2 separate regions of the Oryctolagus cuniculus genome follow, and region 1 is linked to region 2. A link is a contact called in public Hi-C data. All regions are on one chromosome and are shown on one strand. Each heading gives the region's core, a stretch centred on a gene start, on an enhancer-like site or on the middle of the called end of the contact. The rest is flanking DNA. Distances are from core to core; before and after follow the strand shown.

Region 1 (6,700 bases), core at 3,226-5,725, 92 kb after region 2:
TTATTTGTTACTGGTGGCAGAGCAAATTCCATAAAAGAGCAGGTTCCCTGTGGAGCAAGTGGAAGGGGAGCTCTGAGTCGGTGAGGAGCGATGCCTGGAGTAGGGACTGGCAGTGAAAGATAGAAAGTCAGATCTCCCCCTTTTTTCCCTCCGTTCCCACAAGGACACTGAATTAACAGTGGAAGTATCCTGCTCAGCATTCTCTCTCCAAACTAGAACCAGAGAGGGGAAACTTGTTGCAAATTAGAGGAGGAAGCACATCACAGCTCCTCTGTTTCTCCATCCAAGGGGATGCCAATATCCACATGGTAGTCTGCGTGCTCTCCAGAACTCAGCCAGGGAATAGGGGTTCTATTGAAAGAAGGCCTGTTGGAAAGGTTCTGGTTGTAGAGGACCAGAGGTTCACTCAGCAGGGGACCCAGGTCAAACTTGGGCATCTGGAAGGTCATGCGTTTGGAGGCCTTCTCATATCCACCGTAGGGCATTGCCGTCCTGAAAAAGAACACATTAATGAAAAAATCAAAACAAACAAAGCCAGATCAATGAGATGTTACCCAGTTTTGAGGATGGGGAAGTCTGTGAATTCTAGTTTGAAATTACTTCTGTATTCCTTATTTTCTCCCTTAGCACCCCATTTCCCCTTCCTCAGCTGACTGTGACCCCAAAGCTGTTAATAAAATAAGCTAGTGGGTACTGATATCTCATGGATAGGTGTGACCCAGATCCACATTTCCAAGGAAGGGACCCCAAATACTACAGACCCAGGGTCTGAAGCCACATTAAATTATAATGTAGAGACTCCCTCATCCAATCCTCTCACCCCCAGTATTCCTCTGACTGAGAATTAACATTTCCTAGAAAATCTAGGCTCCTTACCACCAAATGCAAAAAGCACTTCTCTAGGTCTTCCCTTCCATCCATGGTCTAGAGAAGCCAACTCTGAAAGAATAGATGCCTGGAGCCTAACTTAAGTAGAGTATAAAAAAAAAAAAAAATCGTACTATGGAGAAAGTAATGGCATCCTATACTTAAAGAGAGCATCAGAGGGCTTTAAACACATCATTATTCCCATTTTACAGTCAAAGCTCCCGAGGCTGAAAAGTAGGGTGATGTTCCCAGGCCCACACAGGTAACAGGTGGCCTATAAATCAGAATTCAAATCCTGCCTCCCAACAAATTTTTCCTTTATCACACTGCTGGGATAAATCTGAGCTAGGATTAAAAGAACACAGACCTTCAGTTAGGGGCCCCATATGCCTGCCATCCCTGCTTTGAAACATTTGAACATTCCAGCTAAGGGCCCCAGAGCCACACACTAGAACTCATTCCTTCCCCAGTACCCCTACCTGTTGAAGGACTTATATTTGGGAAGTTCAGCTTTGGCTCCATAGGCCAGCAGGTCAATGCCAAGTTCCACTTTTTGCTGGGGGTCAACCCCCATGGCTCGCTCCCATGGGGAAATATAAGTCTTGAACACAGTGATATGTTTTCCATCTCCACCTGTCTGGTCTCCTGGTAGTCATGGCAGAGAAAAGCAAGTCAAATAATAACAGTTAGTAGCCAATGAAAGTTAATCCCACACTCCTGCACTGGGGACGTTACTGGGGCCAGGGGCCAAAGGTATAACATCCAGCAATTGTTTAAGGTTTGTTGTGTGGTGGCAGCTTGAGCTAGGACTGAATCTCTAAAGCCAGAAAAGTGACTGAAAGATATGACTTCAGAGTGGACTGAGAGTCCACCAAGCCATCTCTAGGTTTGCCTCCCCTTCCCTCCCACACCCAGCCTAGGCCTCATTTCTGAGGACATCTCTGCTCTAGGGACCAGATTCCTTACTCTTGGATGTGAATACTTGCCTGATCCTGTCTCGCCAACCCCTCCTGCACCAGCAGCTCCTCCTTTGCCAGCCTGACCCCCAGGACCACCTGCACCTCCAGCTCCAGACCCAGAGCCATGATGGTGCTGGTGGTCAGAGCCATACTGTCCAGCAGAGCCACTGCCCCCTGCCTGGCCTCCACCACTGCCCTTGCTGTAGGAGACTCCCTGACCAGCTGTGCCCAGCTGTCCTCCCACTGTGGGAAGGAACTTCTGAAAATGATCCTGAAAAGAAAGAACAAAGTGAAGAGAAGGTTAGCAAAGGTTATGGGAAACATACAAAGACAAAGGTGTACATAGCAAAGAAGGAGGTGGTCAGAGACAACGGGCAGACAGAAGACACTGACTCCTCTGAGATTCCTCTCTCCAAGAAATGGAGAGTGGATTGGTAACCTGAGGGGAACTAGACTCTCCTTAAGAGGTAGGACTCCTTTGGCTCCCTCCAGTTGTAGGGTGGGAGCAGATCATTCCCCACACTGGCCTTTCCTATCCTTACACAAGCAAAAAGAACCAAGACTTCTGCTCCACTCAAACTTGAGAGGATGAGGTTACCAGGGAAACCCAGTTTTAATTTGAAGAAATAGAGATATCACTACCCCCTTCTCTTTGCTTGTCCAACAGTTAGAACTCTCTTTTCTCTCTCACTGTCTCTCTGCCTCACCCTCCCCTTCCCCCCTCCCTCTTTCCCTTTCTCTTGGTGCCTGTTGAAGCAAGACTTCTTAACAGGGAAAGGGTAGCAGGTGGGGGGAAGGGTAGCCTAAAGGGCAACACTGGCTTCAGCCCCAAAACCCAAAAATAGCCTCGCCAACTCCTTCAGGAGACTCTCCTGTCCACCTCACCACATACACCCCCATGCTCCACCCAGTGTAACCAGACCCAGGCAGAGAGGAGGGATTTCAGCCTCCCTAAAGTTAGGTATAGCCGACTCAGCACTTTTACTCTGCTCCTGCATTGGGCCAGTGACAGACACTCCTGCCCCTGGCTCCATCCATGTAGGAATTGATTTCCACCCTCCTCCAGCCATGCAGAGATGGTGGAGTATGAAGAAAGGAAATGGAGAAAGGCCCCTTCCTGCTCAGCTGTCACATCCTGTGCCTGGCCCCTCTCCAATCCCTTCTTCTCTTTCTCTGGAAAAGGGGCCTGACTAGGAGATGTAGGATCTTAAAGCATCTAGAGAAGAGACTGACCCTTTAAATAAAATAACTTAAGAAGACATTCCTGTAAAAACTCACATAACTCCTTCTAGGGTTGCCAGATTTCATAAACAAAATTGCAGGACATCACTTAAATTTGAATTTCAGATACACAACAAATACTGTGTATTTGTTTTTAGTATAAATATGCCCTAAATATTGCATGGGACATACATATGTAAAAAAGTACTGTTTGCATAAATTTGAAGCTCAAATTTAACTGGGCAGCCTGTATTTTAATCTTAAATTTAAATTTGATTTTTATGTCCAAAATTTGCACAAGGCATATTTTACTAAAAAATTATTCATTGTTTATTTTTACTTCAAAATACAAGGCTGGGTGTTTTGTGTTTCATCTGGCAACCCTATCTTTAACACTTACCCATACTGGGAAGGAATTTTCTCCCTGAGGGTGTGGTACTCCCCACCCCTTCACTGACTTTCAGATGGAGACTTCAGTTTCAGAGATGGGCTGTAACACCCTGTAGCTGTTGGGGGCTTAATATATCTGGGGGGTTAATGAGCTTATAAATTCTCAGGGAGCGGAGGTTGATGGTATTTTGGAGGTTCAGAGCCTGCCAAGAAACTGTCAGAAAAGGCATTAGGCTTTGAAAGAGTGGTGAAGTTCCAAACGCACCATTGAGCTGTCAGAGAAAACATCAGGATGGTTCTCATAGATGAATTTCTCCACTCGCATCTGCCGCAGTTTGAACATCTTGGAGCCCCGGTTGGTGAGCAGCGACAGCTCCTCCAACATTACATCCCGTGGGACACTGATCTTCTTACCCAGATTCAGGCCTGAGCTCTCTTGTCCACCTTTCAGAGAGGTAGGGAGGAAGAAGCAAGGGAAAGAGTAAGGTGGGGTTTTCTGACCTCAGAAGGCAGACTTTATCCACAACTGAGTGTGTTTGTCCTGCAGAGATCATTTAGGGGAGCAGCTGCTCTCTGTGATGCCAGACCAAACTCTCTAGTTTATGGGACATTTTGACTTCCTGGGTTCAGAATTGGAGAGCATGCATGAGACTGAAGAGAGTGGGGATACTAGAGTGAAAGGGTGTTTGAGGTCAAAGGGGCATGGGTTTGGGGTGCAGTGTAAAGAGGTAAAGGAGCATCCTAGAAAGAGACCATTGGAGAAACTAGGGCATGGGGAAAAGTCCAGGGGCCAGACCTTGGTAGAGTAGGCAGCTGTCAATACAGAATTTTCCTTCTCCCATCCCAACTGGAGTTCCTCCTGTCTGTTCACCCTCAAACCTATATAACTTTATATTTCTGGGACCCTTGGGGCAAAGATACTCTAAATAAGAAGTCCCACACTGGGTACATGCAAATGTCCCCTACCTCCAGTGAGTTCCATGATCAGCTTGCTGGATTTCCTCTTCTTGTTAGGGGCAGGGGTTCCTGAGAGCGGCATTGTGGAGGTGGACTCGATCTGGGTGGAAGGGAAAAATAGTTGGAGGATGGACGGAGACTGACAAAACCAAGTGTCTGCAGTATGGCAGTACTTTTTTTTTTTTTTTTTAGATTTTATTTACTTATTTTAGAGGTAGAATTACAGACGGACAGAAGAAAGATGGAAAGAGAGGTCTTCCATCCACTGGTTCAGTCTCCAAATGGCCCCAATGGCCAGAGTTGAGCTGATCTGAAGCCAGGAGCCAGGAGCTTCCTCCAGGTCTCTCATACTAGTGCAGGGGCCCAAGCACCTGGGTTATCTTCTATTGCTTTTCCAAGTCATAAGCAGAGAGCTGAATCAGAAGAGGAGCAGCCAGGACACGAATGGGTTCCCATACGGGATGATGGCACTACAGGTGGAGGCTTAACCTACTACACCACAGCACCAGCCCCGGGAAGTACTTCTTTACCTGAGGCTAAGGGCTTCAGGGGACAAAATTTCATCAGATTTTCAAAGAAGTCATCTATGCCCCAAAGGTGAAAATCCACTGCTTTGGGGTTTCTCTTTTCTTGGGAAGGAGGGCAGGAAGTATAGATGCACCCCTTGTCTTTATTTTCTACCAACCTCCAGTGTGCTGTTTACCATAGAGCTGATGCAGGGAATAGGAACAAAACTAAGGGTGTGAATATTTAAAAAACAACAGGAAAGCAGGCAGGGCAATGCACCCAGGATTCATTGGCTTGGCATGACTTGAAGTTTTCATTTGCAATGGGATAACAGACTAGGACGATGAATCCAGGCTCTGGTCTCTCCTCATTCTTACCCCAAGCCCCTGGAGGTTAGAGAAATGTTCTGCCAGGGTTGATGAGATTCAGCCAAAAACATTCTCCATAAGAAGGAGAGGTTGTTGTTCTACCACTGGGCCAGCTGGAACATGGCCTGGGAGGTCATGGCTATGCAGCTTGTCCCTTCAGTCACAACCCCCCACCCCCACCCCGGACCCCAGAGCTGCAGTGGAGGGAGAAGCCAGAAGACATTTGAACCCTGACACATGTCAATTCAGCAATATCATGGCAGTGGGAACTGAGGGGAGACAGGAACATGGTAACAGCATCTGGCAATGGAGAGGAACAAGTTGAGATAAGATAGACTCCAACTTATCTAACTAAAAATTGGCACTTGGTGAAATGTGGTCTTCTTCTGAATCCTGTCTCACAAACACATCTGCAACTCTGCTGGCGTAGTGGGGCCTCATATCTGCTTCCCATTCCTCTAGTGCCTCCCGCAACATCTCCATTTCCCCCAACCTCCTTGGCCGTTCTCCTTCCAACACTCTGTGGCTCCCCAGACCTGGACAGCTGGGAGCCAAGGGTAATAAAGAAGGGAGGCCACACCCCCCAGATCAAGAATCATAATTGCATAAAGAAACGGAAGTCAACAGAGTGGGCTCCAGACCCTGTAGCTGGAGACCTGGAGACTTACCAGTTGCTCAGGCGGTGGTCAGCTCTCCCTGGGGTCCAGCAGCTTTGGAGGACTGAGCTGCTGTGACCGGAGAACATGAGCTGGGCAGGCGTGGGGGCAGCACTGGCAGTGGGGGAGGGAGGGTGTTTATTAATAGAGATGATGAGTGCAGGCAGCTCAAATGGCACAGGGGGCACTGAGACCCTGGAACCAGGATCCTGCCCTCCCTGCCCAGAGGCTCAGGAAAGGAGGAAAGGCCTTTGGGATTCTCCCCTAGAGCTGTCTGAGCCAGGGTTCAGACTGTCCAGGGACTCCCTTTCTCTTTGCCCTGGAGTCTGAGATCCAAAAACACCTTCCGGGAGAAACTGAAGACTAAGAGGGAGAGAGGAAGCAGGCAGCAAGTGGCGGATAGGAATTCAGAGTGCAAGAGAGACAGAACCTAGAGAACATGCTCTGATGGCCACTGGGAGCCAATCCAGGTCTGAGCCAGAGGGACCTGTGGGTGTACTGGGGAATGGGAGGGTTTAAGGCACTATGTCTGATAAGGAGTCTTCACAACAGAACCGCTCTTTTAAAGTTCCTGGATTGCTTGGTCTTTCTCTGTGAGATTGGATCTTGGCAGGATCAGAGACAAAATTAACCAAACTCGGTGCTTTCTACGCAGCCAGGGGTGATGTGGGGAAGACTTGTCCAGTAATTCTTGTCTGCTTTACTTTATTTCTTTCTTTCCTCTTAAACTCTGGCAGGTTTAAGAACAAGTGAACATGCAGATCTTCCTTTATTT
Region 2 (6,607 bases), core at 2,341-4,840:
CGTCAACATCTCATCTGCTTTCACTCTAATCCAATCCACCCTATATTTTCACTGGAAGACTATTGTTTCCTAACTGATCTTGTCTCCCTGAGGAAACACACAACAGTGAAAACAGCATTCTTTTTTTTTTATTTTTTTATTTTTTTTATTTACTTGAGAGACAGATACAGATAGGAGATCTTCCATCTATTGGTGCACTCCCCAAATGTCCACAACAACTAGGGCCAGGCAAAGACAAAGGAGCCTGAAATTCAATTTGGATCTCCCACATGTGTGCCAGGTGGCCAAGAACTTGAGCTGCTGTCCCCCAGGTAATGCATTCACAAGAAGCTGTACGTGGAAGTGGAGCTGGGACTTGAACCTAGGCACTGTGCCAGTATGAGATGCAGGCATTCCAGGAGGCAGAGCTAACTACTACACCAAATGTACTCCCCAAGGTGTTTATGTAAAAGGATAAATCAGATCATGCTGTTTCTCTGCTCAAAATCCATTGTCCCCCCACTGACACAGTAAAAGTTAAATGGCAAAGCCTTACACAATTTGGCCTGCTAATCTACTTCTAGCTTACCCCACACCAGTCACACTGTTCCTCACTGTACCCCAAATCAATCATACAGGTTCTGGACCCAGGGCCAGAAAACTTGAAATCTCTGCTGGGTCACTCTTCCTTTAGCTATCTGTATGGCTCAGATGCTCATTTCCTATAGGTTTTTATGCAAATATTACTTCTTCAATATAGTATTTCCTGGTCATCCTACTCAAAATTATAGGCTCCATTTTCCCTTATCCCAAGTCCTCCATGCTCACCTGTTTTATTTTTTTTTAAAAGATTTCTTTTTTTAAAAAAGATTTATTTATTCATTTGAAAAGCAAAGTTACAGAGAGGCAAAAGCAGAGAGAAAGAGAGAGGGAGAGAAAGAGGTCTTCCATCCGCTGGTTCTCTCCTGAAACGGTCGCAATGGCCAGAACTGGGCCAATCCGAAGCCAGAAGCCAGGAGCTTCTTCTGGGTCTCCCACGTGGGTGCAGGGGCCCAAGCACTTGGGCCATCTTCTACTGATTTCCCATGCCACAGCAGAGAGCTGGATCGGCGGCAGAGCAGTTGGGACTTGAATCAGCACCCATATGGGATGCCAGCAGTGCAGGCAGCAGCTTTACTCACTACACCACAGTGCCAGTCCCAAGATTAATTTCTTTATTTGAAAGGCAGAGTTATACAAACAGAAGAGAGACAGACAAGAAGAGATAGATTGTTCATCAGCTGATTCACTCTACAAATAGCTGCAATGGCAGGGGCTGGGCTAGACCAAAGCCAGGAACCAGGAACTCCATCCAGGTCTCCCACATGGATGGCAGGAACCCAAGCACTTGGGTCATCTTCCACTGCTCTCCCAGGCACACTAGGAGGGAGCCAGATCTGAGGAAGAGCAGCCAGGGTTGAAATCAGCACTCATGCTGGCATAGCAGGAGGCCACTTAACCTACTGTTTGCCACTATGTGGACCCCCTTACCATGTATTTTACTTATCAGATTCTACTCTCTAGAATATAAGCACACAAATTTGTATGAGGCCACAAATTTTTAACCCTTTACTCCCTACTACCTCTTAGCACTTAGAATGGTACTGGAATATAAAGGGTCAACAAATGATATTTTTGAATCAATGAATGAATGAATGGTGTGGAATGGATAGATCTTACTAAGGAAGATATTATTGAGTTTCCTCTCTTTTTAAATTTTTAAGATTTATGTATTTGAAAGGCAGAGTGACAGAGAAAGAGTGAGACACAGATGGCAAGAGAGCTCTTTCACCCTTTCATTCCCCAAATGTCTACAACAGCCAGGGCTAAAGCAGCTGAAGCCAGGAACCAGAACTCCACCTGGGTTTTTCACATAACTAGCAGAGAACTAAGTACTTGGTTTAGTCGTTTTTTCAAGAGTCCAAAACTTTGTCTAAAAACAAACCAATGAGAAATTATTTCTAGGGCCAGCACCATGGCATAGTGGTTAAAGCCCTGCCTGCAGCACCAGCATCTTATATGGGCACCAGTTCAAATCCCAGCTACTCCACTTCCTATCCAGTTCCCTGCTAATTGCCCAGGAAAGCAGCAGAGGATGGCCCAAGTTCTTGGGCCCCTGTATTCACATCAGAGACCTGCCTGGAAGAAGCTCCTGGCTCCCAGCTTTGGATCGGCTCAGCACCGGCCATTGCGGCCATTTGGGGAGTGAACCAGTGGGTGGAAGACCTCTCTCTCTCTCTCTCTCTCTCTCTCCCTCCCTCTCTCTCTCTCTCTCTCTACCGCTCTCTGTAACTCTTTCAAGTAAGTAAAATAAATATTAAAAAAGAAATTATTTTCAGGATATTTCTGTACAAATTTGATATTTTCAAACTTTGACTAATTTATTCCCCTTAACTGGGCTTCCTAGTACTCCAAGGCATCCACTGTTCCTAATGAATAACCTACTTTTGATACATAGCAGTAGTCATACACCATCTTAGGGAGAAAAACAAATGTAATCAATCCCATTACTTTTTTTTTTTCTTTACTAAAAAGTAGTTTATTACACAAAGTTTAAAGAATCCCCAAGCACCCTTAGATTTATAAAAAAAAAAAAAAATCGGCATCCTTTGTAAAGTTACAATTTGTATATATGGTGATACCTTTCTTCTGTACAGCCCAAGTCAGAGACGCTGATGAGGAAACTTTTAATAGAAACAAGTAATTCAAACCACTGAATTTTCTCAGATCACTTGGCTATGTCCTATGATTCAAATGACTCTGAGAAAGGACAGGGCTCCACTAGGAGATGGCATAGTGTAATAGCTAAGAACATAAACTCCAGAGCCAAACTGACTAGGTTCAAACTTCAAAAAGTTCATGGAAACATGTATTATGAAAAAATTACTACATAGATTTCAAACTTTAGTTGCACACAAAAACTTATCTTTTAGTTCCATTTTTCCATGGACCTTTTGAAGTATCTCAAATATCTATCTTGGATCAATACCTGGCAGCATGATAGGTACTATCCACGTTTTAGGTTATTATGTTATTGTATCTGGAGTCATTTTATGTTACTAAAGAGGCTTTATGCCAGGGTTCTGTGGTGAAGACGGGCCCAGAGTCAGATGCTTCTATCTTGGGCTACTTCTGGGGTCTCTGAGACCTGAGTAGGAAGAACCAAACTTCTCTATTCAGCTGCTCCCATTCAAGGGAGGCCGGTTTCCCCTGACCTAGATATAACAAGGGTTTCATGGACAGACAAAGGAAAAAGTCTCAGGTCAGAGTTCTGCCTGCACCCACAATGGGTCTGCAACAAACAGTTCTGGCTGTTGCTTTCAGTGGTTTCACTGTTTCCATGCAATATTCTTTTTCCATCTATTATAAGCAGTCTTCTCCAAATACACAAAGTATCTGAGTACATTCTGAATAGCCTCTGGCTGCATCTCCTTTATTTTCTTACTTTAATTATTGTTGTCTTGCTCTGCTATTGTTAGGAAGAAGCAAGTGTACGAGGGATGAAGCAGCCTGAGCCTGCCAGCACGCATCTGGGAAGCTGCAGCTCCGGAAGAAGCTGCAGCACAAAGCCCCTCTGTTAAGGCAGCACACTAACCACTGTGTGTCCCTCTCACATGAGCACAGGGGCTGGAACCGGCCTCCCCCTGTTCCCTTTTTCACCCTCCTCCCACCTTTCCCAGAGGGAGATCCTGTTCTCACCAAAGAAAGCCAAGAACATTTAGTTCAGCAGTAAGAACAGGTGGCAGCACCAATAAGGAACAAAAACTGGTATTCTTCCAATCGCTGAGTTCTATGGCAGGGAGGGAGAAAGGGTAGGGAGACTAAACCCCTGTGGGGTCCCTGACAGTTCCATTTCAACAAGAAAAGAAAACCCACCTTTGAGGTTTCTCTTTGATCTTCTTCACAGGGTGAAACCAAAGAGGTCTTCCTTTTCTTCTCAGGAAAAGGCAATTATTTTTTGTCTGTTAACTATTTTCTTGGATACAGTACAAAAGCAACAAGACTCTAATGACTAAAAGCAGGTGATTCCCCACCCGGCTCTCTTGGATCAAGTAGCAAACAATTCTATCCACATGAACACATAATTATTTGGATTAGTAAAAACCATGTAAATACGACAGAAGTGCCATAAAGACAGAAAATCTTTGTGCTCTGGCTGCTACAAATGCAGCTGTTGCCCAAGCTTTTTCCACTGAAACACAGGCTTTTGTCTCTAGGCAGGGAACAGTTGTTTGTTTCTCTCTTGAGATTTCCTAGTTTTACATCTAAAAGAACTCAAGAGTAGAGTAGAGAAGGTGTGGATTTAGGAGAAAGGCAGTGACTAATTTTGGTGCTTTGTGGATCCAAAGTCTTTGGAAAGTGCCCCAGTCAGCAGTCTAACCCATCACTGAGGGGGATCCAACATTATCTTCTGCAAAGGCGAGACACAGTTTCCACCTTGCCACTAACTCAACTCCTCTGGTTTCCTTCTTTATCTGGGCTTCCCAAATCATCCTTTTTCTCATGATCACTCCTTTCTCTACACCTCCTGGGAAATCATAGAACCTAAATGTGGCCAATCTAGCCTGTTTGTAAACATAATGCTCTGGAAATAAGATACAGGACTAGTCCTTAAGGATACTGACTTCCAGAAAACAGAAATTTCACTGGTTTTGTGTGTTCAAAAGAATATTGTGGCAAAAAAATATGCAAATTTACCCCTTGGTACTCAAAATAATAACAAAGGATTCTTAATATTTTATTGTAGAAAATTCCAAATGTACAAAGAGTAGACAGACTAGCATAATAAACTCCCAACTATCCATCATCCAGTTTCAACAATTATCCACCCATGGCCAACCTCACCAACTGCCCCACTCTTAGAGCATTTTGAAACTCATGTAGACATTTTTCATTTGTACATATTTCAGAATACATCTGTTAAACAGAGAACTTTTTATTTAAAACATAACAACATTGTCAACACACCTAAAAAAGGTAAACAAAAATTACTTAATATCATCAAACATCTAGTCAGTATAATAGGAACTTCATCCAACTTTGGGGAAGGCAGAGAACAGCTGGGTAGTTTCTCCCTTGGGATTCTCTAAACTTATGTCTAAAAACCACTACCTATTGGGCTTCCTAGTTAGAAAAGTATTCATATATCCTATATTAGTCCATTTAATCTAAATTCGGTTATAAGTACCATATCTCCCCCAAGAGTCCAAGGGTTTATTTGCATTTGATTCATAACCCTGTATTTTGCATTTGTAGTTGTGGGGTTTAAGACCGTCATAACCTACCTATTACACTCTTTCCCACTATCTATACAAAACACAATTCCACATACACACAAAGACAGAGACAGAAACACCAAGACTCCCAGACAATGCACAAAAGACAGAGATGAGCCACATTCTGGGGCATTGCTTTTAGCGGGGAATCATAAAATAATGTTGAGGTGTGGTGTTGTGGCCTAGTAGGTAATGTCACCATCTGCAATGTTGGCATCCCATGTGGGCACTGGTTCATGTCCCAGCTGTTCCACTTATGATCCAGCTCCCTGCTGACTACCTGAGAAAAGCAGCAGAAGTCCAAGTGTTTGGATCCCTGCATTCACATGAGAGACCTAAAGGAGTCTCCTGGCTCCTGGCTCCTGGCTTCAGCCTGACTCAGCTCTGACTGTTGCAGCCATCTAGGGAGGCAGTGGCGGAGGGTGGGGCAGCAGATGTTAGAAGATCTGTCAGGGCCAGCACTGTAGTATAGTGGAGGTAAAGCTACCGTCTGCAGTGCTGGCATCCCATATGAGAACTCTCTGCTATGGTCTGGGAGAGAAGCAGAAGATGCCCAAGTCCTTGGGCCCCTGCACCCAAATGGGAGACCCGGAAGAAGCTCCTGGTTACTGGCTTCGGATCAGCCCAGCTCTGGCTATTGCAGCCATCTGGGGAGTGAACCAAGGATGGAAGACCTCTCTCTCTCTCTCTCTGCCTCTGCCTCTCTGTAATTCAGCCTTTCAAATAAATAAACTTATAAAAAAACAAACAAAAAAGATTTATCTCTCCCTCTCTATATATAACTCAGATGTTCAAATAAATAAATCTTTTAAAAAAATTAATGTTGAACATATTGCCTACTGATTTTTTTTTTTTTAAGATTTATCCATCTATTTATTTAAAAGGCAGAGTTATAGAGAGGCAGAGGCAGAGAGAGAGAGACAGGTCTTCCATTCATTGGTTCACTCTCCAAATGGCTGCAACGGCCACAGCTGCGCTGATACAAAGTCAGGAATCAGGACCTTCCTTCGGGTCTCTCATGCAGGCGCAGGGGCCCAAGGACTTGGGCCATCCTCCACTGCTTTCACAGGCCATAGCAGAGAGCTGGTTCAGAAGTGAAGCAGCCGGGACTTGAACTGGCATCCATATGGGATGCTGGCACTGCAGGTGGCAGATTTACCTGCTATGCCACAGTGCCTACCCTACCGTACGGGTTTTTGACAAAAGTGCTCAGACCATACAGTGGAGTAAGGATAGGCTCTTCAATACACGGTGCTGGGCAAAACTGGATTTATATATGTAGAAGAATGGAATTAGATCCATATGTCTCACCA

Evidence for each region. A called contact is a pair of places that touch in the nucleus more often than the background predicts.
Region 1: a contact with region 2 is called in a Hi-C map of psoas muscle, with 3 times the contacts expected there. The contact joins the promoter of MYOZ1 here to the enhancer-like site in region 2. A contact is called at or near these places in 3 of 6 Hi-C or Micro-C datasets (embryonic fibroblasts, psoas muscle and skin fibroblasts).

The regions. Positions count from the first base shown.
Region 1 is chr15:64,758,051-64,764,750 of mOryCun1.1, forward strand. MYOZ1 (myozenin 1) reads right to left here and starts at 4,476. Exons shown (of 7, transcript NM_001082215.1): 1 at 4,404-4,476; 2 at 3,703-3,881; 3 at 1,854-2,097; 4 at 1,447-1,512; 5 at 1,437-1,445; 6 at 1,347-1,434; 7 at 261-492. The coding sequence starts at 4,476. The coding sequence ends at 261. The region is part of intron 1 of LOC138845381 (a long non-coding RNA gene); the gene reads left to right.
Region 2 is chr15:64,666,926-64,673,532 of mOryCun1.1, forward strand. All of the region lies in intron 3 of USP54 (ubiquitin specific peptidase 54), which reads right to left. Among named protein-coding and RNA genes, the nearest start is that of PPP3CB, 67 kb to the left of the region's middle. Within about 2 kb of position 3,591, at least 2 of the 8 cell types and tissues checked have an H3K27ac peak or open chromatin away from gene starts, as enhancers often do.